Regions from separate parts of the Sus scrofa genome. Here all the other regions are linked to region 2. The links are chromatin contacts, called in public HiChIP or PLAC-seq maps. All regions are on one chromosome and are shown on one strand. The core of a region is the stretch at or near the end of the contact, and the rest is flanking DNA. Distances in the headings are between cores, read along the strand shown. Region 1 has its middle 180 kb from the start of ZFP36L2. Region 2 overlaps THADA (thyroid adenoma-associated protein). Region 3 overlaps LOC106509843 (a long non-coding RNA gene). Region 4 overlaps LOC106509841 (a long non-coding RNA gene).

What was found. HiChIP or PLAC-seq counts read pairs in DNA pulled down with a chosen protein or histone mark.
Region 1: an H3K27ac HiChIP or PLAC-seq map of skeletal muscle shows a contact between it and region 2. The contact joins two enhancer-like sites. A contact is called at or near these places in 15 of 47 Hi-C or Micro-C datasets (adipocytes, adipose tissue, embryonic fibroblasts and 10 more) and 1 of 2 datasets of contacts at active chromatin or transcription factors (skeletal muscle).
Region 3: an H3K27ac HiChIP or PLAC-seq map of skeletal muscle shows a contact between it and region 2. The contact joins two enhancer-like sites. A contact is called at or near these places in 15 of 47 Hi-C or Micro-C datasets (alveolar macrophages, brain, embryonic fibroblasts and 9 more) and 2 of 2 datasets of contacts at active chromatin or transcription factors (alveolar macrophages and skeletal muscle).
Region 4: a contact with region 2 is called in an H3K27ac HiChIP or PLAC-seq map of skeletal muscle. The contact joins two enhancer-like sites. A contact is called at or near these places in 2 of 47 Hi-C or Micro-C datasets (liver and skeletal muscle) and 1 of 2 datasets of contacts at active chromatin or transcription factors (skeletal muscle).

The regions. Positions count from the first base shown.
Region 1 is chr3:97,376,701-97,382,963 of Sscrofa11.1, forward strand. No RefSeq gene overlaps it. Among named protein-coding and RNA genes, the nearest start is that of ZFP36L2, 180 kb to the left of the region's middle. Within about 2 kb of position 4,406, at least 25 of the 83 cell types and tissues checked have an H3K27ac peak or open chromatin away from gene starts, as enhancers often do. A contact at or near this core is called in adipose tissue and skeletal muscle, where this site is marked.
Region 2 is chr3:96,971,106-96,977,428 of Sscrofa11.1, forward strand. It overlaps THADA (thyroid adenoma-associated protein), which reads left to right. Exons shown (of 40, transcript XM_021088406.1): 28 at 876-967. Among named protein-coding and RNA genes, the nearest start is that of THADA, 100 kb to the left of the region's middle. Within about 2 kb of position 1,941, at least 9 of the 83 cell types and tissues checked have an H3K27ac peak or open chromatin away from gene starts, as enhancers often do. A contact at or near this core is called in adipose tissue and skeletal muscle, where this site is marked.
Region 3 is chr3:97,416,588-97,422,991 of Sscrofa11.1, forward strand. LOC106509843 (a long non-coding RNA gene) reads right to left here. Exons shown (of 8, transcript XR_002342750.1): 6 at 2,557-3,946. Among named protein-coding and RNA genes, the nearest start is that of TRNAI-UAU, 150 kb to the right of the region's middle. Within about 2 kb of position 3,699, at least 25 of the 83 cell types and tissues checked have an H3K27ac peak or open chromatin away from gene starts, as enhancers often do. A contact at or near this core is called in skeletal muscle, where this site is marked.
Region 4 is chr3:97,258,096-97,264,085 of Sscrofa11.1, forward strand. The region is part of intron 2 of LOC106509841 (a long non-coding RNA gene); the gene reads left to right. Among named protein-coding and RNA genes, the nearest start is that of ZFP36L2, 61 kb to the left of the region's middle. Within about 2 kb of position 1,641, at least 27 of the 83 cell types and tissues checked have an H3K27ac peak or open chromatin away from gene starts, as enhancers often do. A contact at or near this core is called in skeletal muscle, where this site is marked.

The DNA.
Region 1 (6,263 bases), core at 3,156-5,655, 410 kb after region 2:
TTTTTATTTTAAGTTTTTTTTTTTTTTTTTTTTTTTTTTTTTTTTTTTGCTTTTTAGGGCTGCACCCATGGTATATGGAAGTTCCCAGGCTAGGGGTCCAATCATAGCTTCATCTGCCAGCCTACACCACAGCCACAGCAAGGCCAGGTCTTTAACCTACTGAGCAAGGCCAGGGATCAAACCCACATCCTCATGGATGCTAGTTGGGTTCATAATCTGCTGAGCCACAACAGGAACTCCAAAATCTGCATTTTAAAAAGATTATCATTTTATTTCCAGTGACACGTTCTCCTTAATTAAAAAACGAAGCTTATTATATTATTAACGTTTCAGGTTCAGATATTAATGTCTATCTTAGGAAGGTAATAGTTTAATCCACATCCCTCAACCTCCATATCCACTCGCTGTCTTCTAAGCAATTTTTCTTTTTGTGCAACTGACTTTCATTCTTCCGCTGATTTTACATATATCTTAATTTTCCCCTTAGTTTTACTGAGATACAATTGACAAGGGATCTACACTTTTAAACCACAAGGAAAAAAAAAAAAAAAAAGCCAGAGCTACCAAGAATAATATTTTATTGACTTGGAACGAGGACTGGAATCTGTATTTTTAACTGACTAGGTGATTTTGATGATCAGACAGTTTGAGGTGGTTCCCCACCCCCTTTCCTCCTTCTTGTCCCTTCAGTAAACTGTTTTTCAACTTTGTTTTTCAGTGAAAACCATTTCCTCCTCCCCGTGGACTTGATCCAGAGGCTGCGCCCATCTCTCCCACGTCAACAGTCCTGTGTCCTTGACGGAGGACAGTGCTCTCATTCTGGGCCTTTCCCTTCTTCCTCAGCCAAATCCCTGCTTCTGTAGCTCCGTGCAGCTCATAAAAAGCTCAGCTCCCTGCTGCAGGGAGAGCTCCGGCCCGCTGCCATTCTCGGGCGGATGAGTGGAATCTGCAGCTTCCCGCCTCCTCCGCTTGCATTTTCCCAGAGCAGCCAACTCAGCCCCAGGCCTCAGGGGTCCCTGGGAGGCGGGATCCAGTCCTGACCAGGTTCCAGAGCCAGACAGCCCTGAGAGAACCTGCAGCAAGGCAAGAGCTGGGTGCTTCCTGAGGAAAGAAAAGTTTTCCCGGGGGAGGATTTGAGTTGATCTGGGACAAAAAGCACTTACTGGCCCGGGAGGGTGGAACGGGGGGCCCTGTGCTGAGTGGAGGCGGGTGGCTGTATTTCCCTGGCTCGCAGGCCTCTTGTCGGGTGGGATCAGCTGCCCCAGCCAGTAGCCACCTGGCCCAACTTCGGGAGATGTGGAGAATGAATTTCACAGTGGTTTCCACGGGGCTATGGCACTGAAACAGCTGCAGGAGGGGACACAGCTGGCGCGGCCCCCATCCCTTCCTGCGGGCTGCTCTAGAGGGATGTCACCCCCTCCCCCCATGGGGAGAGAGAGGGTCCCACCTGCTGTGGTTCCAGGGGCCGTGGGAAGGTACCTCTAAGCTAAAACCCTACTTTTGAGGACACAAGTTGGTCTTTATGAACATAAAACCCCATCATCACTTATTCCAGTGGCTTCCAAACCTGGCTAAGCATCAGGATCACCCAGGATGTTTATTTAAAAATAAAGACAAATAAAATAATGAGTTTGGGAACTCTTCCCAGACTTAGGGAATCAGAATCCTTTGCATAGAGCTGAGGCTGGAATCAGCATGAATCCACTTAATCAGACAATTTTCCTGATTCCAGAAGGTTGAGCCCCTAGAATGAAATTGTGAAGAAGGAGAATATTTAGCCACTATTCGGATGCATATCTATGTGCCAGAGAATTGCTGACTTCTCATACGTTATCTTATTTATTTATTTACTGCTTTTTAGGGCCAGCCATACCCTTGGCACATGAAGTTCCAAGGCTAGGAATCGAATCAGAGCTACAGCTGCAGGCCTACACCATAGCCACAGCCACACTGGCTCCTAGCCGCGTCTGCAACCTACATCAAAGCTCACGGCAACGCCAGATCCTCAACCCACAGAGCAAGGCCAGGGATCAAACCTGCAACCCCATGGTCACTAGTCAGCTTCATTTCCGCTGTGCCACAATGGGAACTTGGCATATGTCATCTTATTTAATCATCAAAACAAAGGTCTGTCCAGCGCGGGTCCCCGTTTTGCTGATGAGGATGTGGGAGCTCAAAGAGGTCACATAGCTCAGAAGAGGCCAAGCTGGATCTCGGATCCAGATGTTTCTCAAAGAGGTCACACAGCTCAGAAGAGGCCGAGCTGGAACTCAGACCCATCTTTCTCTTAGCATCTCTGCCATAAAGGGATAATATGAAACCTAGGCTCCACTTTGAGAGTTAGGACAGCATGTGACCAAATGGTGACATCAATGCCATGTGCCTCCGAAACACTTGTCTCTGGCGGGTTCAGTTCCCCCATAAGCACCCCCGCATGTTGGTTCACCAAGCACTCACGGACACTGAGGTGGTCAGGACACAGCCCCCATCAAGATGGGATGGGTCATGGGAAGGACAGAGGGCTAAAACCAGGAGAAGGGTTTTCTGGTCCCAGCACCACTATCCGGAAAGGAGATGGACTGGGGGATCTGTAAGGGCCCATCGGCTCAAAAAAAGCAGGCTCAGCAAAGCCCAGTGCCATTTCACCAGACACTGTCCCCCTCCACTCTAGGCCCCTCCAAGGCCAAGGCTTTCTCTTGACTGCAGCATAAAATCAGTTTCTGGCTTGGACACGAGGAGCCTCTCTGTGGGGCGCTAGGAGAATCAAGGAGGAGATTCAACCTCCCCAGACTTCAGGGAAGGCTTCCTGGAAGAGGTGGCACCTGAGCCAGAGCTATCCAGGAGAGGCAAGTGGAAAGATGTCGAGCAGTGGGAAGAGCACGAGCCGAAGCGTGGCTGCCTCCCCTCACATGGCGTGTGCGGGTGGCTCAGTGTTTTAGTGTGTTTGAGGGTGGAAAATGCAGCACCACCAGCCCCAGGAAGCCCTCCTGGCACCTCGGGCAGCCCCATTTGGCTTCCACACTTGGGAACTCTCACTGCTTGGGAGGGGCTGTGGGCAGTGCTTCTCACAGGCTGGGGGACCGAGCCCTTCCAGCTCTTATCCTGTGCCTGACAAAGGACCAGGCACTGGGTCAGACAAAAAGGAAGGGAGGGAAAGGAAGAAAGAAAAGGAAGAAGGAAGGTCTGGCTCAAAGAGGCTCTTTACTCGGGAGGCCACCAAGGACACCAGTCTGTACTATTGGGTCCCATGGGACTACCCAGGCTGGGTCAGCCTCATCCCTCTCTCCCTGGCGAGGGACTTTCAATGTCACGCTGTGACCGGGTGGCCTGAGCTCTGGGAGGTCAGGCTGGTAAGGACCACTGCCAGGAAGGGTACCCGCATCCCTGCCCCTCCATTTGGACGTCTTGGATACCCACCCAACATCCTTGAATCGGGATCAGGATCCTTGGCCCCCGCATGACAGCTGGGCAGTCGAGAGCCCTGCCTTGGAGAAAAGTATAATTCAGATCCTAAACTAAGTTGGGGCTGGGATGAATTCTTCACTTGTTGAGAATGAAACTGAGGGGCAAAAGCCCCAGCCTGGGATGTCAGACTCCTGGGCTGGAGGAAGAGGACAAAAAGAGACAATACGAGCCCCAGAGATTCAGCAAAGAGGAGAGTGGGGAGGGGCCGGGCCCATTTCCCCCAAGGTCCCAGAGACCTAGGATGTTAGTATCAGAACGGGAAGAGGCCTGGGGAGACAGACCCTCTGATGCTCTGGGTAAGGACCCGAGAGGATGCTTGCTATAGAAGGGAGGGGCCATAAGCCAAGGAATAGAGGTAGCCTCTAGATGTGAAAAAAGATAAGGAAATGGATTTTCCCCTGGAGATGCTTTGACGTTAGCCCAGCGAGGCTGATTTTGGACTTCCGACTTCCAGAATTGTAAGAGAATATATTTGTGTTGTTGAAGTCACTCAGCTTGTGGTGATTTGTTACAGCAGTAACAGGAAATTCATCCACTTGCCTAGAGATTGAGAACGAGCAAGTGGTCCAAGCTTCCCTGGCCCTGCAGACCCAGCTCTATGGAATCCCCATCCCGCACTGGTTGGGGCTGGGCTAGCAGTGCAGCGAGGCCCTGAAGGGGCTCAGACCACACAGTGAGTTCTGGGCCTTTGGAAGGTGTGTGCGTGTGTGTGTGTGTGTGTGTGTGTGTGTGTGTGTTAGAGCAAAGGGAAGAGCACAGCTTCTTCATGCATTGGAAATTTCTGGGCGGACGATCCACCAAAGGCATGTCAACGTTTTCCTCTCCAGGAAAAAATAACTCAATCCCTATCAAAAAAAGTCACAGTCTCACATGCGCTTACATGAACGGACGTGTGGGTCCTTGGGAGAAGCGAAACAGCCCCTCCCCTGCTCCAGGCGTCTTTAATTTTCACGGGGCAGGGAGCACAGATGAGGGAGGCTGGGGGAGCCATCAGCCAGAGGGCTGTGGACACATTGTGACATCTGGATTTCCCCAAAGCTCACGGGTCCTGTGGAGGGAGCGCTCCCCCCTCCCCTCCACCGCCCCGCAGCGCTTCCCACTTCCACAAAATCTCTGGGAAGATTTGACACATTTTTTTTTTAGCAGCAGAGAGCAATTGGAATTTCCAGCTTAATTCCAGATGTGGTGCTGACTCTGCTGGGGAGTTTGGCTTGATACAGCATCCGGGAGGCCCGTTGTTCCATTGGATCCCCGCCCCCCATCCCCAAACCCTGGCACTGGCCTGCACGCTTGTGTGTGTCCCCTCTCCTCTGCTCTGGGTCTTGCGGCTGGGCTTTCCTGCGGGGAGCTGCAGAGCGCCCATGCGTGTGGTTTTCACACGTGTGGAGAGGGCTGGGTGGCGGATGGGCAGCCTGGAGCCCAGGTGCCTCTGGGGCAGGGAGTAGGGGCTGTGACAGAACAGGAACCGAGTCACGCGGGGTGTTCTGGGAGCATGGACAGGGCCGGAGGCTGGATCTGGAGCAGGCTGGGAGGGGGTGAGGGGGGAACCGAAGGGTCAGTGTGGGCTGAGGTCATAGCTGGTGCCTGGCCAGGGGCTGCCGGGAAGGCAGGCAGAAAGGAAAGGCCCTTTAGGCAGCCAGCGCACCCTGGTTCCTGGGGCTCAATCCGCCAGACGAGACGTCAGGACCAGATGGCTCCTCGGCAGGAGTGAGGGTCCCACTGGTGCCTCAGTGAAACCGCAGGAGGATCAAGAATATCCAAAGGGGGAGTTCCCGTTGTGGCACAGAGGGTTAAGAGCCCAAATAGTATCCATGAGGACACAGGTTCCATCCCTGCGCCTTGCTCAGCAGGTTAAGGATCCTGCATGGCCACAAGCTGCGGTGTATGCCACAGAGGCAGCTCGGATCCCACGTTTCTATGGTTATGGTGTAGGCCAGCAGCTATAGCTCTGATTCAACCAGTAACCTGGGCACGTCCATATGCCCCAGGGGCTGTCCTAAAAAAGAAGAGAAAAAAAAAGGAATGTCAAAAGGAACTGATATATGTATATGTGTAATTAATTTACTTTGTCGTACACCTGAAATTAACACAATTTTGTAAGTCAGCCATATTCCAATAAAAAATTTAAAAAGACTGTTACCCACTTTGGCCAGCTTGTCTGTGATTTCTCTAGGTAGTAGACAAAACAGTGGCCCCAAAAGAGGCCCACATATCTACTCCCCAGAACCTGTGAACAAATGTTAACCTCACAGCCAAAAGGACTTGGCAGATGTGATCATGTCAAGGAGCTTGAGATGAGGAGACTGTCCTGGATTATCTGGGAGGGTCCAGGGTAATCACCAGGGTCCTTCCCAGAGGGAGGCAAGAGGCCAAAGCAATAGAAAGGCGATGTGACAGCACGAAGGAGGAAGGGGCCCCAAGCCAAGGGATGCAGGCAGCTTCTAGAATCTGGAAAAGGCAAGGAGACCCATTTCCCCTAGAGCCTCCAAAAGGCACACAGCACTGCCAATCCCTTGACTTTAGCTTGGTGAGGCTGATTTTGGACTTGTGGTCCCCAGGACTGTAAAATAAATGCGGATTATTTTAAACCACTAAGTTCGTGGTGAGCTGTCACAGGAGCGACAGGAAACCAATACAGCCTCCCATCCTGAGGTGGGCGCCATCCTCGACCGCACTCCCTTCGACAAGTGCCTTTTCCACACGACACAGGGTGAGGGGAGTACCCCATTTGTTCTCCCCAATGGCCCTGGCTGAACAGCAGCACAGACCACCACAGGAGAGGCTGCTTCCCATCAGCC
Region 2 (6,323 bases), core at 691-3,190:
TGTTGCTTTTAATTACCTTTCTTCTTATGTTGCTGTTTAACACACCATATGATGCCCATCTAATTAGGCATAAGCTCTGTGTTAGCAGTAAGTGTGTGTCTTCTATTTCTGGATGTTCTCTGTGGTGCTGGTATAGGGCCTTACACATTGTGGGGAAGTCAATACATGTTTATACCTGTCTACGCTGATTTGGCAAGGTAATTGAGGAAGCCCAGTATGCATTCAGGACATTTTTATGATACAGGAAAGCATCCTGACACATTGATTTGGAAATAGATGTGATTCATGCTTATTAATGATGGTTCTTTCTTCTTATTTTTATGAACCAGTTATCTCAGATAATCTTAGGGTTTAAAATTACATTATTAGGTTACTGGCATTGTGCGGGTAGTAGCATTTTAGATACGATATTAAATATTTTTCTGGCCATGTTAATAATGTGGGTTCTTTGAGTTAGGTCTTATATTTTCTCATAGGCAGATGACTACAGAAAATAGATGGAGAGAGCTGAGCTTTTTACTGGGGTATTATTCATCATCAGAAATGTTGTGGAAAAATTAACTTTTTTTTAAAGTGTTATTCGATGATATAAGCACAAAGAAATAAAACAGTTGGTGGTAATATTAGAAGTATGAAAAAAGCTGTGTTGTGTGGATGTGGTTAGACTATAGAGCTCAGTTTGAGAGGAAGTCATAGAGGGAATTACTACAAAGTTAGTGAAAATTGTCTTATTTTATGAATAGAGACCATATCTCCTTTAGCCCTCCACTAGGAAATTGGGTAATGATTTTGAATATCTAGTTTTAACATTGTAAATGTTGGTGTTATGCCATGAATATGTCTTAACCTTTATTGTATATACATTTTTACATTAGGTGAGAAATTCATCCACGCTTCTCTTCAGTACCTTGATCACAAGGATATTTGGAGTTAAAAAGGGAAAGGATGAACTTTCCAAAAAAAATAGGTAAGCTTCATCTAATGCTAACTTCCCTTTTTACAAAATATTGTCGTGGCCAAAAATAATTTTTGGAATTTCACTTACTTTTATAGATTCCTCTAGAGTATATAACTATAAAAACACTATAGTAAATTAATCTATGCTGCCAAGTTCTAAACCCTTGGGTAAAAATATCTACTGTTTAAATAAGTGGACCTTTCAGAGCAACAAAAATATAGCAAGGTAGCAAGGACTTGAAATGTAGAGCTCGTTTCCCAGTGCAACAGCTAAAGTTTTGTTGATTTGCATCTTCTTCGAGTATTCCCGAGATGTCTTAAATTGCTTTTTCTTGATATGTCATCAAGTACTGGCTCGTGCCATATTGTTGCTTTTATAGTAACTGGAAGTTTAAATGTTTATGATGTGCTCATCAGAACACGCCCCAGATTACATTGCATTAAGCTCTCACCAAGGTGAGCAGTTGCAAATGTTGGCCACACGGGATAAACAGTGCTTGTTTACTTTTAGGTCTTTGTTGTGTTTGTTCCCTAAGAGGTTTTTCTGTTAAGGTTTTTTTTTTTAAATGTCTGGAAAAAAACTTACTGAAACACTTTGATTATGAGGAATTTTTAGATACAATGCATAAGTTCTGTTTGGTGGTTTTTAAAGAGAAGCTTTGAATAGTTTCTTTAGTACTTAGGCTGGTTTTAATGGTAGTCTAGTGGCTTGCATGAGTTAACACTAGATGTCACTGTCGCTGCATGCTTAATTACTTTTAACTTCAGGATCTGATTTGGCCCAGTGGTCTTCCTCTGGATGAACTAGAGATAAATCAAGCTCCATTCCTCTCCTACCTAAAAAAGTGGATGATCGCACTTTTAATTTCAGTTTTAATCTGTTGTTTATTAAAATATGTATTCTTGGCAGTTCCTGTTGTGGTTCAGCAGTAATGAATCCAACCGATAACCATGAAGATGCTGGTTTGATCCTTGGCCTCACTTAGTGGGTTAAGGATCTGGCATTGCCATGAGCTGTGGTGGAGGTCACAGACGCAGCTTGGATCTGGCATGGCTGTGGCTGTGGTGTAAGCCAGCAGTCGCAGCTCTGATTCAACCCCTACCCTGGGATCTTCCATGCGCCACATTTGCAGCCCTAAAAAGCATATATATATATATATATATATATTCTTATGATGGAACTAGGTCTTAGGAATTAGAAAATATCATGAAATAATTTTGTAATACACTATAAGTAATTCTGGTGAAACCTTCTGGTAGTTCTGAATTGTCATTTAAATTGCTACATATCACCCTATAAAATTCAATAAATATTTAAATGGAAAGCAGTTGGCTATAAATGTGTGAATCCCTTGAGTATATTAAGGAAAGGCTAGAGAAGTTTTTTTTTTTTTCAGCTGAGTTGTATTTTTCATAACGATCACATTATTCCTTTGAAAGGATGATTAGTAAAAAGATGATTTTTACTATTTAGCTGATTCCTAAATAAATTCTTCCTGTCACTAGGTTGAAATCGCTGATATGTGTTTCTTTTTAGGTTTGTTTATTTTGTTAATAATTCAGTTGTGCTAAGGTTTAAAACAGTTTGGTCATATTATAATGTAAGGCCATGATAAGTAGTGTAAATAAAATACGGTATGAGGTTTATCAAGCAAGTGAAATTGATGTTTAAAGCTGAATTCAAAAAATGAAGAAATGCTTTTTTTCTCTTTTACTTTTTATGAAGAGAATGATTCTTGGATGTGTATACAAGTTTTACTATGTACAGGAGAAAATGATCAGATTCATTTTGCATAGGTTACATCTGAAACAGGGTGGAAGAGTAGCACATAAAAGCACATAGTCCTAGTCTCTTTGCCACAGCATGCTTATGGCAACCCCATTATAACTTCATTCCTCTCAAATAAGGAAGGTTACAAAATATATAGCTTTCCTAGAAAGAGGGAAATGGAATAGTCACGTAATTGTTTTGAGTAAAAGCTAAAAAGTGAAATGAAGGCATTAAGAAGTTAATTTTTTAATGTGATGAGCATCTTTGGTAAGAGTTTTTATTTCAGTAATCTGAAGGTTGGTATATCTCATTACATAGACAATGCTTTTATTCTCTGTTTAATCCTTAAAGGGTATATTTCTTGGCAGCATCCACTGGATTTGCTTTGCGAAACTTTGAGTGTCTTACACTTGCCATTATTTGTTATGGTTCTTTTAGCTGTAGTTTATTTAATTATGCCACTTTTGGTCAAAATGTTTATATACCTGTCCCCTACAATATTAACTCCCTGAGGGTGGAGCCTTTTCCTTCTAGTCTGTGTATATATGGTGGGCACTGTAAGAATGCTAGTGATAATGATGCCTTGTTGACTGGTTCCTCAACCACTGAATAACTAAACTCAGCTGATGACACCGCCTAGGTCAGTGGAGTCTACGTTCACAGCCACAGATGGTTCTGCACACAGTCTTGCAAATATGTGCTCTTGATCAGAAGGGAACTAGACATAAAAAGAACATCTGCCTTTCCCATCTAGTGGGGGAGAAAAAGGTCTATCTTGGAGTAAACAGACTTGGTTTCTAAGCATTTTGCTGCCCCTGGAGATGACCTTAATAGACTCCCTTATCCGCTCTGCTCTTCAATTTCTCCATCTATAGAACAGGAATAATAAGATCTGTTCTGTACTAAGAGGGCTATAGGGAGGATAAAACAAAGTTTTAACAGTTCATTTTCCTGAAAAATATTGGAAGTCCTGTGCCATTAGAGATACATAGTTTGCTTTTTCTGTTACCACTTCTAGTATTTTACCCATCCCATTGTCTTACAGTTACACTGTGCTTTTGGAGTACTGGGTCAGTATCTTATCCTTTCTTTTTTACACCTGGTGCCTAGCATAGTGTCTGGCATGTAATGGGCAAACAGAATACTTGCTTAATGAAGAAGCAAATTTTGTTACTAGAGGAGGAGAGATAAGAACTCTGGTTTCTGTTTTGTTGCCATATAGCCACAATAACCAGCTGAGACAAGTTAACCTCTCTGGCTTTGGCTTTCTCCTCTAAGAGACTTGGACTATCCTTGAGGTCTTATATTTCTATAAAATACTAAGCGAAGGCTTTCTGTAATTGTTACTAGAATTGTGAGTTTGGTAAACTGCTATTTTCCCAGTGCCTAGAACAGTGCCTGCTTGGTAGTAGAGACAAGAAGTTCCCTTTTCACATATAAAGAAAGGAGCAGGGGTTCTGCACCCCTACTTAAAAGTGCGTACGGTACACTCATAGTGATTGAACTCTAGAGTGCATTAGTCTTGTTCCAGATGTGTCTTTGGGATTATGAAGAATGAGAAAACATACATTTCACTTGTTTGTTTTCAATAATGTTATTACATTGTCTTTTCCTAAAGCTCCTCTCCTTTTTTTTTTTTTTTTTTTCCCCTGACTGGCTTGGTATGACAGAATGAATAATGGATCCTTTGTAGGGTCAGAAGCTGCATAGCTCTGTGATCTGAGGAGTGTGCTGGGCTTCCCTAGATAGCCTTCCTCTGCAGTGGGAGTGGGCGCACCTTGCGCACCTTGCTAGTTCCTCTTTCCTTTCAGATGGGAGCTAAACCAATGTGATCTTTCACTCTAGATCTTTCCCATCAGCCCCAGTCTAGTCCAGCCCCTGCTTATAGACAGATTTTGTTCTAGTCCCAGGTAAGCGACAGGTAACAGTATATAGATAGTCTGAAAAGCTTTATTGTAGACTTTGTTAAAGCTTTGTGCAGGTGCTCAATGTACAGAGTGTTCTTTTGCTCTTGCTTGCTCTTCATTTTAAATCAGTCAGTCAACCGGTAAGAATTTGTAAGCATTTGCCTTGAACTCATTATTGACACAGTAGAGGAGTACATGAAAAATATAAAACTTGGACCTTGCTCAAGGAGCTTACCTTTTAGCTGAGGAAGCAAGAATCATTATTTGTGAAGCAGGTAGAAATAGAAGACAATATATACTATTCAGCTGCACAATATGGTATGAGTAATGGATGCAGAAGAAATTCATCAGTGGGAGAGTTGAGTGGAGTGCTTGAAGGGAACGGTATTTCTTATAAAGCTTTGGGGATGAGTAGATTTGGGGTACATGGAAACAGGTAGGTTAAAAAAGAGGAACAAAAGAATAATAATCTAGTTTTCATTGACAGACTAGTACAATCTCTATTCTGTCTTGTTAGCCAGAGCTCATATTCAAATTAATAGTTTAGGATGGTTTAGTACAATTTAAGAGGAAAATGTTTATAAAAGCATCACTGGGTCCAAATAAAATTATTTCTAATGACTGTGTTAGGAGATGTTAAATTGTATTTGTTTTGTTTTCCTGGGTATAAATAACAGAGAATTGTTTTAATTATTTCTCTTAACATCTTAGTGCTGTGGTTCTGGAAGGATCCTCCAAGGGACATCTAGTCTAGTCCAGCCCCTGCTTATAGACAGATTTTGAAGCAATTTCCAGACAGACTGGCTTCTCTCCTGTTTTTCATGTTTTCTAGGAAAAGAGATTCCACAAGTTTTTGTGGTTACCCACTCCATTGTTTAGGAAAGAATTGGATTCTTGAAGCTAAAATTGAGAGCTGTAGGGCAACGAGGTTTTTATGTTAGAGAATGTAATTATTAGAATTCAGAATAGCTTATTTGCTTTGAACTACATAGTAGTTTGTAGCAGTTGCCTATTTGGCCAGACTGAAGATCAGAATTTTCTTTTGACTGTGGCCAGGATAATCTTAACATCCTCAGCCCCGAAGTATTCTCGTTTCCTCCATTTAACAAGAATTTATATTGCATTTTCACTCTTTGCCAGGCCTTCTGCTGGGCACTGAGATCCAAGGATGAAATAGACATACTCCTGGCCCCAGGGAAACCAATGGTCTGATGAAGAATATATCAGTTATCTACTGCACTGAAGTTTCTGTTCCACACATGTAAAAGGGAGACGTTGTGGAAGGGGGAAGCATATCCTTAGTGTCTGTTTGCGTGCTTGGTACGTGCCAAACCCTTCATGGGTGTCAAATTTAGGCTTCATCACAGCCCTGCAGCATGAGTAGAGCCATCCTAATTTTATAGAGGAGTAAATCAAGGTTGGTGAGATCACGTGGTCCGCCCGATGTCGTACAGCCAGAAAGAGGCAGAACTAGAACCCAAATCCAGCTGCATCTGTAGAGCACATGCGGATTTGCTCACCCAATACACACAGCTCCTGATGAGCGGTGAGTCACTGTTTTGAGTCTGGCTTTAGATTTTACATTGTGAGACTGTGGGAAATGAGGCACTTGACCCAATGTCTCATTGTGGACTGGGACTCAAACAACTCCCATGTGGCAGGTTGATTTTAAGACCCTTTAATTATCC
Region 3 (6,404 bases), core at 2,449-4,948, 450 kb after region 2:
CCTGAGTGGAGGCTGCTCAGCCTTCCAAAGGCCTCTGGGGCTTTCTCTCCTCTCCACGCCTGCTTCCCTCCTGCATGCAGGGCCCCGGTGAGTGCCTCCTCCTCCCGGATTCTCCCTCTCTAGATCATCCCTACTGCCTGGACCATCTTCCCAAATTTCCAAGTGGGATCCCTTCATGTCTCTGCTTAAATTCCTACATCATCTCCCTGTTGTCGTCTGGAATTAATCCAAAGCACCCCACCCAGCGGGCAGGGCCACACCCCTCTGATCCCTCCTGCTTCATCTCTCAACACCCTCCAGCGGTCCGTCCCGCTACAGCCGAGCCAGGGAAGCCTCGTGCTCTGCCACACCTGGGCCTGTGAATTCACTGGCTTCCCAGCTTAGAACACCCTCCCGTGGGTTGGCTTATCCCTCCTCCCCTTCCAGAAGCAGCTCAGATCTCACCTCCCATGAGAAACCTTTCCTGACCCTCCCTGGGAAGATATGATCCTCATATACAAACACCGAGCTCACCGAGGACAGGGACCTGGGCTGTGTAGCAAGCATGCATGCAGGAACGAATGAATGAGTGAATGAATGACTCTGTGGCTAGGGATGACAGCCACATGATGGCATGCTGACCAGTGGAGGACCACGTGCCTCTGAGCTTCCTGCCCTGCCCTACTCTCTGAGCCCCGTCCCTGATTTAACAACCCCCTTCTGTTCAGTGGGTTGGGGATTCAGTGTTGCTGTGAGCTGTGGTATAGGTCACAGATGTGGCTCACATCCTGCGTTGCTGTGGCTCTGGCATAGGCTGGCAGTGGTATTTCTAATTCGGTTCCTAGCCTGGGAACTTCCATGTGTCACAGGTTCGGCCCTAAGAAGCCAAAAACAAACAAAAAAAGCCCCAACCCCCCAAAACAACCCCCTTCCTTGTCTCATTCCTATGTCCCTCTGCGCCCTACCCTGCCTTGCTCCCAGCAACCCCTGCCCACCCCCCCCCGGCCCCGCAGCCTCTCTCCAATCTCAGAGTGCCCCCCTGCACTCACCCCTGGTGGTCCAGTGAGCAGGAATCAGTCCCCTTACTTGGTCAGGCCCTACGGCTTTCCCCATCTGACCAGTCCACAGGTACCAGGCCTCCTTCCACAAGGAAGAGGCCACTTGGAGCAGGACAAGGGGGCAGGGGTTTTCTGCCCACTCCCAGGAAGCCTCCTGCTGCCTGACTGGGCAGCTCCCTTTGTCCTCGGCCCACAGCCCACATCACTTCCCTTGGACTTCAGCCATCGGGCTTTGCAGTAGGCACATTTCATCTACCCTGCAATACTGCTAACATTTTTGAGAGCAGGGACCACATGAAAAGTGCGACTTCTGAGGCAAGTTTCAGATGACTTCCTCTGGAGGAAGCCACCCTCATGTCATGAGGATAGTCAAGCAGCTCTAGAAAGAGATCCATAAGGTGAGGAACTGAGACCCTCTGCCAGTAGCCAGCACCTTGGCAGGCAGGTCTGGGAATCAGATCTGCCAGTCCCGGTCACACATTCAGATGAACACAGCCCAGGCCAACATCTTGACTGTTAACCTCAGACAGACCCTGAGCCAGAAACCCCCCTGCTAAGCTGTTTCCAAATTCCAGATCCACAGGAAGCGTGTGAGATAATACATATTTATTTCAGCTAAATTTTGGATTAACTTACTATGCAGCAATAGGTAATTAATACAGATTTAATGATTTTATGATTCTCAATTCCTGGCCAGATCAAAACACACGTGAGCTTCAAGGAAAGGTCTGACGATTGGAATTGAAAATATACAGTTGCCCCAGCAAACGTGTACAGACATAATTGTGGGAGGGCTAAAGATCACACACACACACCTACCCAGATGGGTCAAATCAGTATTGTTCTTACTTTTTCTTATACTCTTCTCATCGTGATCTGATAATTCCTACTACTGACGGGCAAAAAGAAAACAAACAAAAAGAAAGCATTAAATTGCCCCTTAGACATAGCTCCATTTCTGTATGATTAACTCAGTCTCTTTTGAGTAAAATTGCTCAGTATTCCAAGGTTTTCTCACCCTTCCGCCTTCTCCCAGCCAAGATAATTTCCTGGTGCAGAGAGATGTTCATGGGCCTCACGGTGGTGGGACAAGAGGGTTGAAGGTCTGAGTGGAGTCCCCTGCATTCTTACACACACACACACACACACACACACACACACACACGCAGGACAGAGATGGTTCTGGTCCCTGGGGCTTGCTGGTGGGGTAGGGGCAGGAAGAGGTGAAGCCAAAGTGCATGGTCCCTGCACATAGCTGGTGAGGCAGATCTTGGCTCTGCGGCCCCTGGGACCTAGGACTACCTGGCTGCATTCTCACTAGAACGAGCAGCGTTGCATGAAGCCACTTCCCAGACTCCCTTCCTCAGCCATTCCAAACCACCTCCTGATTGGCACCATATTGTGCTGGCACCATCTTGCATCGCTGGTTTGCTAGGGAGGGGGTGTCATTAAAATTTCTCCCCACTGCAATCTGAGTCAAGTCCCACCCACCCCCTTGCTGTGAGATCTCCCCTCAGACCTGACTGGGTTTCTCCCACACGAGCCTCTGAGGTTGAAGGTTAAGGGGCTGCCCTTTTTGCTTCTCATGTTCTCTCTTCCTTAGGCCCCCCTTTTCTGGTCCCATTGCCATCAGCAGCAGCTTCTCTACATCATGTCCGCTTCACCCCCTGCTTGAGGTCTTGCTTCGAATTCACCCCTCCAACTTCATTGGGCCATACGCCTCAGCGGGAAGGGCTGCAGGAAAACAGGAATCACGGGGAGATGAAAACACATAACTTTACATATCTGCATGCAGAGACCCACGGACAATGGATACCAAGAGCCCTGCCTATCCAGGCCCCTCTGCCCGCAGACACCGTGGGGTGAAGTGGGACCAGCCCAGGGATTCCTCCGTGCTGCCCTAGGAGGATCCCCTCCTGGATCCCTCCTCTTTACCCTCAAGAATGTTTTTCTCACTGTATCTCTCAAAGGCCTTGGGAAAGAGGCAAAGAGGAGGGAAATATACCTCTATTCAGATCTTACTAAAGGTAAAAATCTGGAGATGCCTTTTAGCTGGTGGCCTTCCACAGCTTAAATGCCACCTGTCCCTTGAGGCTTCTGGACCCAAGTCCCCTCCGCTGAGCTCCAGACTCCAACATTGGCTGCTCTGGGGCTTGGCTGTCTGATCCCCCAGCGGATCCTCCAATTCAGCCGGCCCCCACATGACTCATTCTCTTCCTCAAAACAGCCTGCTCCTCTTTCCCCAAACCCACACGGCCCTGATCCTCTCTTCTCCCTAAACGGTTCTCATGCCTCCTTCCCTCTCTCCCACTGCCCCGGGTCAGCCCTCATTTTCTGCTTCCCCTCTGGGTTTTCCCTGCCACCTCCCCCCAGGCCGTTCATGGTGACCACGGGACTTTTCTTAATAGCAAGTTTTAGGTCTTAAGCACCACCGGCCCCCAGGCTTAAAATTCTTCCTGAACTCCCTGGCGCCCAGAGGACAACACCCTTGGCAGAGCGGCGAGCTCCTTCCCCATCTGGCCTCCCCTGACCCTTCTGCTCTGATGTGATGCTGCTTCATAGGTCCCCAAACAGGCCTGGCTCCCTCTCAATGGGGCCCCGGCACACCGGTGTTGGAATGTTCTCACCCTCTTGAGTGCCTGCTGAACTGCTCATTTTTCAAAATCCTGCCTGAGTCACATCCCCTGGGAAAGCGGCCTTGGAGTGAATCACGCCCTCCTCCACGTTCCCCGTTACTGTGGTACCTGATTCAGGTTTCTCCGGGGGCCCCTCCCATCCTTCGCCGTGCAGCCTGGCTGCAGCACTGTCACCTCCTACCTGGATTGTGGTAGGTGCCTTCTGACCGGTCCCCCAGCCCTTTGCCCTCACCCTTTCCAGGCTACTGTGGATACAACAGCTCACACGGTCCTCTGAAAAAAAAAAAAAAAAAAAAAAAAAAACAGTCAACACACATCTCTCTGCTCAAAACCCTCCAGCACCTCCCATCTCACCATAAAAGCTAAAACCCTATAGCAGCCTCTCAGATCCTCCTGGCATGGTCTTCCTTATCTCTGGACCCTCATTCCTGCTTCTCTTTCCCTCTCTACCCCAGACTCACTGGCTTCCTTGCTGCTCCTGAATATCGCAGTCCCCCTCCTGCCCCTGGGCCTTTGCACGTACCCCAAAAAACCATTCTCATCTCTGCTATCAGCTTCAATTCTTTGTTCCTGTCTCACCTTCTCAGGGAAGCCTGACCTCCTGGGCCCTGTGAACACAGCGACCAACCCACACCTCCTGATCCTCCTCACCTGCTCCACTTTCCTTTCTTATAACACTTTTCACTTTCTAAACATATTATTCACCTGATTTTTTTTTTTTGTCTTTTTGTCTTTTCTAGGGCCACACCCATGGCATATGGAGGTTCCAGGCTAGGGGTCTAATCAGAGCTGTAGCCGCCGGCCTACACCACAGCAACATGGGATCGGAGCCGTGTCTGTGACCTATACCACAGCTCACGGCAACGCCGGATCCTTGACCCACTGAACAAGGCCAGGGATCAAACCCACAACCTCATGGTTCCTAGTCGGATTTGTGAACCACTGAGCCACAACGAGAACTTATTTTTTTATTTTTATAGCCTGTCTGCTCTTCCAAAACTATTTTGTTTACGGAGAGATCCTATGAGCCTAGAATAGTGCAGACATGTGGTATACACTCAATAATAACTGAAGCAATCAAGCAAGCAAGCAGTCAATCAAAGCTATTTCTTGGTGGGCTCCCCAGAAGTCAGTGAAGTCCTAGAGGTGGAATCCATGCTCAGTCACCTCTGGATCCTCAGGGCTTAGCCCACTGCCCTGGCCACCATGGGTGTACAAGAACCAGTGAATGAATGAATGAATGGATAGATGAATGAATGAATGAAGGGGGCCCTGCCCTTTTGCCTGAGGAAGAAAAGCAGGGGCCTGAGCAGATAGTCCACACAAATGATACCACTGCCCGTTGGTTCCTGGGCTCCTCCTGTGCCAGGATCGCCAACATCTTCCTCCAGAGTCCCACCTTAGCCCTTTTCCCTTGGGTCCCTGCCCTGCTGGCTGTTTGTTAGAGTGAGTTGATCCGTTACTCTGCATTCAGGTAAGCCTGCCTGCATACTGCCTAAGACCGGAGGCTTTTCTGGAAAGTTATGCACTGCAGCCCGGGACAGTCCCTTAACCAAAGGATTGGAGCAAAGCGGTGATTCACCAGGTGTGATATGAGGCCACAAAAGCACAGGGGCCTGTACAGGGTGCCTCGGCCTTCCTTGGTATGCTCCTGAGGACAGGGACTTCATGCTGGGCTTAGCCCTGGTTTGAGGAGCCAAAATGAAACCCCCCATAGCGAGTGGGAGCGAGAAGGTAGGACATCCCGGGCCCTGCTCTCCGCTGACCCCTCCTGTCTCCCGTTCCTGCCGAGATCTCAGGCAGTAAGGGGTGGGGGGGAGGCTTGGATCCCCAGGCCCCGGGATGGACCTCCCGACGACGACGTGGGCCTTGGGGGTTTCAGGCTGTTTTTGTAACCACGGTCACGTGTTCCTCTGTGTAACCTGAGCTCCCTGACACGGCATGAGTCTGCACCCCAGCTCCCGGACCACATCTGCTTCTCATTTCCGTCCCAGGAAAATGGCCCAATTTCCATGAGTCGCTGGCCCAAGCCAAGCCTGGAGCCTCTCAGCGGCCAACCCCACCCAGCTGGGTTCCATTACTGGGGTGGGGGGTGGAGGCTGAGAGCATTAGAGGCAACGGTCATATTGTGGAGCTGGATGGGGGCCAGGAGGCCAGAGTGCTTGGGGGTGGTTCTGTCAAGACCTTGCTGTGTGTCCTTGGGGGAGTTTCTAACCTCTCTGAGCCCCAGCTTTCTCATGGTAACACATGGGTTACTCTACTAATGGAGGTATTATTAGGACTTGGGGACCAGGGTGGTTCTTTGGGGATAAAAACAACAGAATTTCAACAAAAACAGAACTGAGAAGGAATTGGTCTGAAAGCAGAACCACTGGCCCACGGCAGGAAACTGGTGGGGACCCGGAGCCGCTCTCCTATGTGAGCAGTGGGTTAGGCCCTTCCCTCAGTAGTTCGGTAGAGTTGGGCCCTAAGTCCTTGTGCTGCAGGCTAACCCCAGTTCTCAGTTCTTTGTCTAGCAGCATTTATTAAGCACCTAGGATGTGTCAGGCCCTGGGCAGGGGTTGGGAGACCAAAGTGATTAAAAAAAAAAAAAAAAAAAAAAGCTCCCTGTGAGGGGCCTTATAAGTAAATAAATAAATACAGCCCAATGCAGCAGAGTGGAGGAGGCTATGGATGGAGTGAAGCCAGAGGCTGGAAATAACACATTCTACTTCTAGTCTTTCAGTGGAGA
Region 4 (5,990 bases), core at 391-2,890, 290 kb after region 2:
GAAATGAAACCAACTAGGAACCATGAGGTGGTAGGTTCGATCCCTGGCCTCGCTCAGTGGGTTAAGGATCCGGCGTTGCTGTGAGCTGTGGTGTGGGTCACAGATGAGGCTTAGATCCTTCGTTGCTGTGGCTGTGGCATAGGCTGGCAGCTACAACTCTGATTCGATCCCTAGCTTGGGAACCTCCATGTGCCGTGGCTGCGGCCCTAAAAAGCAAAACAAACAAACAACCCCCCCCAAAGACTCCACAGGGCATCTCTCGGACAGGTCCGGCTGCTATCTTGAGGAAAGAGGGCTGTTATTCACAGCGGTTATAAATGCTTCGTGGAATCAGAGTGAAGTTGCTTTGAGCTTGAGCCAGAATGCTCCAATCAACCTTTGGCTCTGATAAAGATAAGAGGACCCAAGGTGATAACACACAAACCAGAAACTGTCAACAGGTGCTAATTAGGGCACTGGGTGCTGAGCCGCACCCACTACACCTGACGGAGGGGAGCGGACTCAGGTGGGGAGCCAGGGCCTGATCTGGGTGGGGGAAGATAAAGGCTCACTGCTGTACTTTCGTCTTAATGGCCTTTTTGTCACCTCCTCCATCCAAGGACTTCCCCACGCCCCTCCCCACCCCCATTCCTGCCTACCTGGCATTACATAACGTAAGACGAAAGAACAAAATACATTTGAACGTTGTGTAATAAAACATGATGGGCGTGATGTAACGCGGCGGACAGCGTCCCGAATTGGGAGCCAAGAGTCCCGGACTGTCGTCTTGCTCTGCACGACCTTGAGCCCGTCGTTACGCTGCGAACTCCAGCCACCCCACCCCCCCAACTGCCACAAAATGGGGGGTGTTGATGGGGCAGTTGTAGAGTAATCCCCCCTTGGGGTCCCTGCCAGGTCTAAAGTTCAGGCTTCTCTGCCGCAAAACCCTGCAGTCTGTGAAGCGCACGAAACATGTCGCTGGTGCCATCCCGCCACGCTGGGGTGTGTGTGACACTTGACAGAGGCACAAGTCTATCTGCGGGAGGGGGAGCCGACAGAGGGCTCGGAGGTGAGGACAGGTCTCAGAGCTCCTGGAATCCCTCTCTCTGTCTGAGCCAGAGGTCACCGAGCCTGCTGCCTGCTCTTGGGGCACTCAGGCTATTTTTAACTCGGTGCCCCTTAAATAAACATGGCATCGGGCTGATGGCTGAGTCCCCTCCCCCCCAAGTGGACGCACAAACTGAAGTGGCCACCGAGAAGTGACCCAGGGTGCTGAGCCAGGGCTCCCTGTCTTCAGGTGCACGCTGGGCCCACTCAAGCCAGAGGAGCTCCTGGGGGGACCAGCACCACCCCTGTCGCATGTTCAGCCCGGCACAGATTCTACCTCCCATCAGCAAGGCCCATCCTGAGAGCAGGGCAGGGGCTTGCCACTCTCTTCCTGGGAAAAGAGCTGGACAGGGAGAAATGCAGGGATGGGGTGCAGGGGGGAGACGTGGCCGGAAAGTGGGACGAGGGCCCAGACCGGCCTTCCTCTGGTCAGCTTCCCCAGGCAGCAAAGGGTTACCTGCACGGCCAGCTTGCCGGGCTCAGAGCTGGGCAGTGACTCAGACCTGGGCCCGCCCACCTGCTCTCACGGGGCCAGTGACACAGGAGAAGGGCACACATCAGTGCTCCGGGGCTGAAGTAACAAGCTCAACAGAACTCACTCCAGGGGGCAGGGGCTCTAGGCTAGAGGTCTGCTCGTCCTGTCCCCGGGGGAGGGGGGCACTGGCCAGGGCGAGGGCAGGGGCGCTCAGGAACGGGGGAGTCCCAGGAAGGTGGTACCCAAGTGAATGTTGAAATATGGATAGAAACGCATCCCTCTGTCCCTCTGTATGTAGCCTTGCTCAGCTGCAGTTTCCTCACCTGAACAAGGCTGGCTAGTAGTGCTCAGATGCTGAGAGCTGACTCAGGGAGGTGGGAGGGAGGGTGTTTTTCAGGCAGAGCCAATGGGGTATACATGGGGGTAAAGACAGAAGAAAATGAAACACCCCAAACCTAAGCCCTCAGACTGATCCTGGAAAGCGGCGTGGAGCCCAGCTTGTGCCTCTGTGTGCTGGGACGGGAACTGGCTTCGGGAAGATGCGGGGCTGGCCACGCAGCCACTGCCAAGTCCAGCCAGGGAGGGGGCCCATTAGGGCAGAACCAGGAGCAGAAATCCCCAGGGCTTGACCATGGCTTCCCAAGATTGAGTCAGGGGTCAAGGTTTTGCATATGGAGGTTCCCAGGCTAGGGTTCGAATTGGAGCTGTAGCTGCCAGCCTACACCACAGCCACAGCAATGCAAGATCTGAGCCACGTCTGCAACCTACACCACCGCTCACAGCAACACCGGATCCTTAACCCACTGAGTGAGGCCAGGGATTCAACCCGCTTCCTCGTGGATCCTAGTCGGATTCGTTTACCACTGAGCCACAACGGGAACTCTTTGGCTACTTTTATTGTGAGGCTAGTGTAGTGGGGGGAGGCTTTGAAGTGCTGCAGAGGAGGAGTCTAGGGGTATGTGTTTGTGTGCAAGAGAGAGAGGACTGTAGTGCTGAGGCATATTCGAAGGATCGAGTCCCCTCAGCAGCCAGTATCTGTGCCTGTTCTAGGGAGGGAGCCAGAGGCACAGACCCCTTTCCCAGGCCTCTGGTCCTGCTCTCTGGTACCAGGAGGTGTTGGGGCCTCTGCAGGAGAGGCCAGGAGGCCACACCCCACAAGACTGTTCTGGTTCAGCCTGGCACCTGCACTATTTCATCTCTAGTAAGAGTGTGGCTGAATGTGAATGGGGGTGCGTGTGTGTGTGTGTGTGTGTGTGTACGCACATGTGGCATTTCGAGATCAAAGAATGCTTAGAAGTTCCTGCTAAAAGGTCAGGCCAGTGAGGAGTGAGGGCCTGGCCCGTCTCCTCAGGCCCTGGCATAGGACACAGCCTTCCCACCCAAATCTGCTGGGCCTCAGGGGCATCAGAAGCTGACGGGCCTCTGACTCAGGCGGAGCCAGAAGGAGGGGCTGGAAGTGCCAGGCTGAGGAGGGGCAGGTTAGTCATCCGCTGAGCGCAGGCAGGACATTGAGCTTCGGGCGAGAGGCTTTCCTGCCACCGAAACAACAGCCAGGGCTGGGGCCAGGGGTCACCACGCAGGATAGGACGAGCTCTTGGGGTCCCTGAGCAGGAGGACGAGGTCCTGGTGCCTGAGCCCAGGTCCAGGAAGGTCTTTGGGGATTTGCTGCAGCGCTGTGTTGCTGGCAGCTCACGGGCAGGCTGCTCGTCTGTCCGTGCAGAGCGGCGAGCCTCCAGGGGCAGGTCCACAGCACCCAGCACAGGGCTGGGCCCCGCAGGAACACACTCCCTGGTCATGGGGTGGGACTGAGCAGAGCTGAGACAAGAGTGCTGGAGACCCGAACTCCTCTGAGGCCAAGAGGACACACCAGGATGGGGAAGGAGCTGCGAGTGTCCCATCTGCCAAGGCCTCTGCCATGGAGAAGAGGAACGGCCCCGATACCCCAGGGATGCTCCAAGCTTCCTGGCCCCAAGACAGGGACTGTGGGTAGGACCCTCCTCAGCTTATGCCAATTCTGGCTGCACAGGCCCCGTGGAAAATCTCCCCTGAAAGAAGCTGTCTTGGAGCTTTCCAGGAATGCTGGCCCCAGGGGCGGAACTAGGGTGGCAGCCGAGGGGAGAGGCATAGGGTGGTATGTTCCAGAATAGACTTGGATCCAAATACGAGAGCACTGTGTTCCCACAGGCCTGATGCCTGGCTGTGGAGGAACCAGGAGGTCACCGATGTGCCTGGCAGCACCAGGATGAGGCAGACTGTGTGTGTGTGTGTGTGTGTGTGTGTGTGTGTGTGTGTGTGCCAGAGAGAGAGAGAGGCAGGGCTGGGAATGACCTGTAATGTCACATGTCCATGCCTCTGGTGCCAAAGGCAACCAGGACCAAGTAATCTCATGTTTACTTTAAAAAAAAAAAAAACTATAAAAAGAGACATAGTATGGTATAGTGGTTAAAAGTGTGGAACCAGTCTGGGTTTGAATCCGGATTCCTCAAGCCACTCCTGGCTGCTGTGATTTTAGTATATTGGTTCCTCTATCTCTGTGCCTTGGTTTCCACCCCTGTGAAGTGGGCATCAGAATAGTTATCTACCTTGTAGGGTCCCTGCGGGGATTACAAATAAAGTGCTGAGAAAAGAGCCTGACTCGGTGAACCCTGTCCGGGTGTGACTGGCCCTTCTAAAGGAATGAAACTCCATGTCAATCAATCAATCAGTGCCAGCCCAGGCCCAGGCCAGGGTGAGATCTGGCCAACGGAGCCCAAATGGGGCGTGGAAGGGCTGCCAGCGTTAGCACATCCCGAGTCCCCAGACCTGCTGAGTTGGCAGAGGGTCTGCCCTGGGAATGTCCAGCCCTAAATAAAACCCTAGAAAAGTGCCTGGGTTTCCCAAGGTGTTGGTAGGTGGAGGGAACAGGGGGTTAGGAGACCCTGGCTTTAGCTTGAGGTCTCCTTCTGTGGCCTGATAATCTCCCTTGCCCTTGTTGGAGGGCTGGGCCTGGCTGACTGGTCAGTTGTGCATCTTTTCTATGGCAAGTGGAAGCTCAAGGGTGCAGGGCTCCCTCCCTCTATGGGATGGCTGAGACAAATGTGTGCTTGTGGGGTTCAAAGCCCCCAGCCCAGAGTTGCTCCCCTGCTCTGATTAGAATTCCACAGCAGCTAGTCCGCACCAGCCTATTAGGCACTATTTTTTTTTTTTTTTTTTTTGTCTTTTTAGCACCATACCTGCAGCATATGGAAGTTCCCAGGCTAAGGGGTCGAATTGGAGCTACAGCTGCCGGCCTGCACCACAGCCACAACTACTAGGGATCCGAGCCATGTCTGTGAGCTACACCACAGCTCACAGCAATGTAGGATCCTTAACCCACTGAGCAAGGCCAGGGATTGAACCCGCGTCTTCATGGCTACTAGTCGGGTTTGTTAACCACCGAGCCATGATGGGAACTTTAATTATGCACTATTCTTAGCTGATTTATATTCCTAATGATTTCACCCAGCTGGTAAGTTGGTCAGTCAGTCAACAAACATTTAGGCCCTGTTGTGTGTCCCACTGTTAAACTTTAGGTATGCAGAGATCTGTCTTGAATGATAGGTCTGGTATGTGGGGTTCAGGAGTGAAATGGGGAAAGGGTTCCTAGTTGCAGGAATAATGTGGATCCAAGCATATGAAAGGAGAGAACCCCCCTAAGGTGTCAGATGTTGCTGGATGGAGGGCAAATGTGAGGTGCTAGGGTAGGAGGCAGGGTTGGAGGGTGAAGCATGAAGGACCCTGTGGGTCCAGCTTTCTCTGGGAAGAGCTATTGAAGGTGCTCCGAAATCCCATAGGGTTGGGTCCAGAAGCTGTTCAATGCACATTTGTAGATTAATGACAGCATGGTGTTGGGGTGTATCTGAGGGGCCAGGTGGCCCCATACATTGTAGACCATGTGGTTGGCTCATTCTGTTGCTATGCAGTTTGGTAGTTGTGGTGTTTGGGGGACTGGTGTTTGGGTGCCAGTGTGTCAGTGAATGCACCTGTGTGTGCATCAAGTGTCTATGGGGTTGATTCTGCCAGCGGCTGTGTGTGTGTGTGTGTGTGTGTGTGTGTGTGTGTGTGCGCGCACGTGAGCCATGATTGGGGTACTCCCCAGTTGCTGGGAGGCTATTTTTGGAGGTATTAGCCCATAGATATGGCGCTGACCCCACCCCATCCTATGCACACCTGCACAGGTAAGAACACCAGGAGGTGATCCATTTCTGGGCTTGTACTTGGCTGGAAAGTGCATCTCTGGGCATCAGGCCAAGCAGGTGTCTGCCTCCCTGGGAACCTGGTCTGGGAAAGGAGACAGGGAATGGAGCTGGGGTGGGAGTGGTCTGCAGGGGAAGTAGCTGGGTCTTCAGGCTCTTGTGGGGCTTCAGAGAGTGACCCCAGTGGCCAGCCACCCACTTCTGTCTTTCCATTT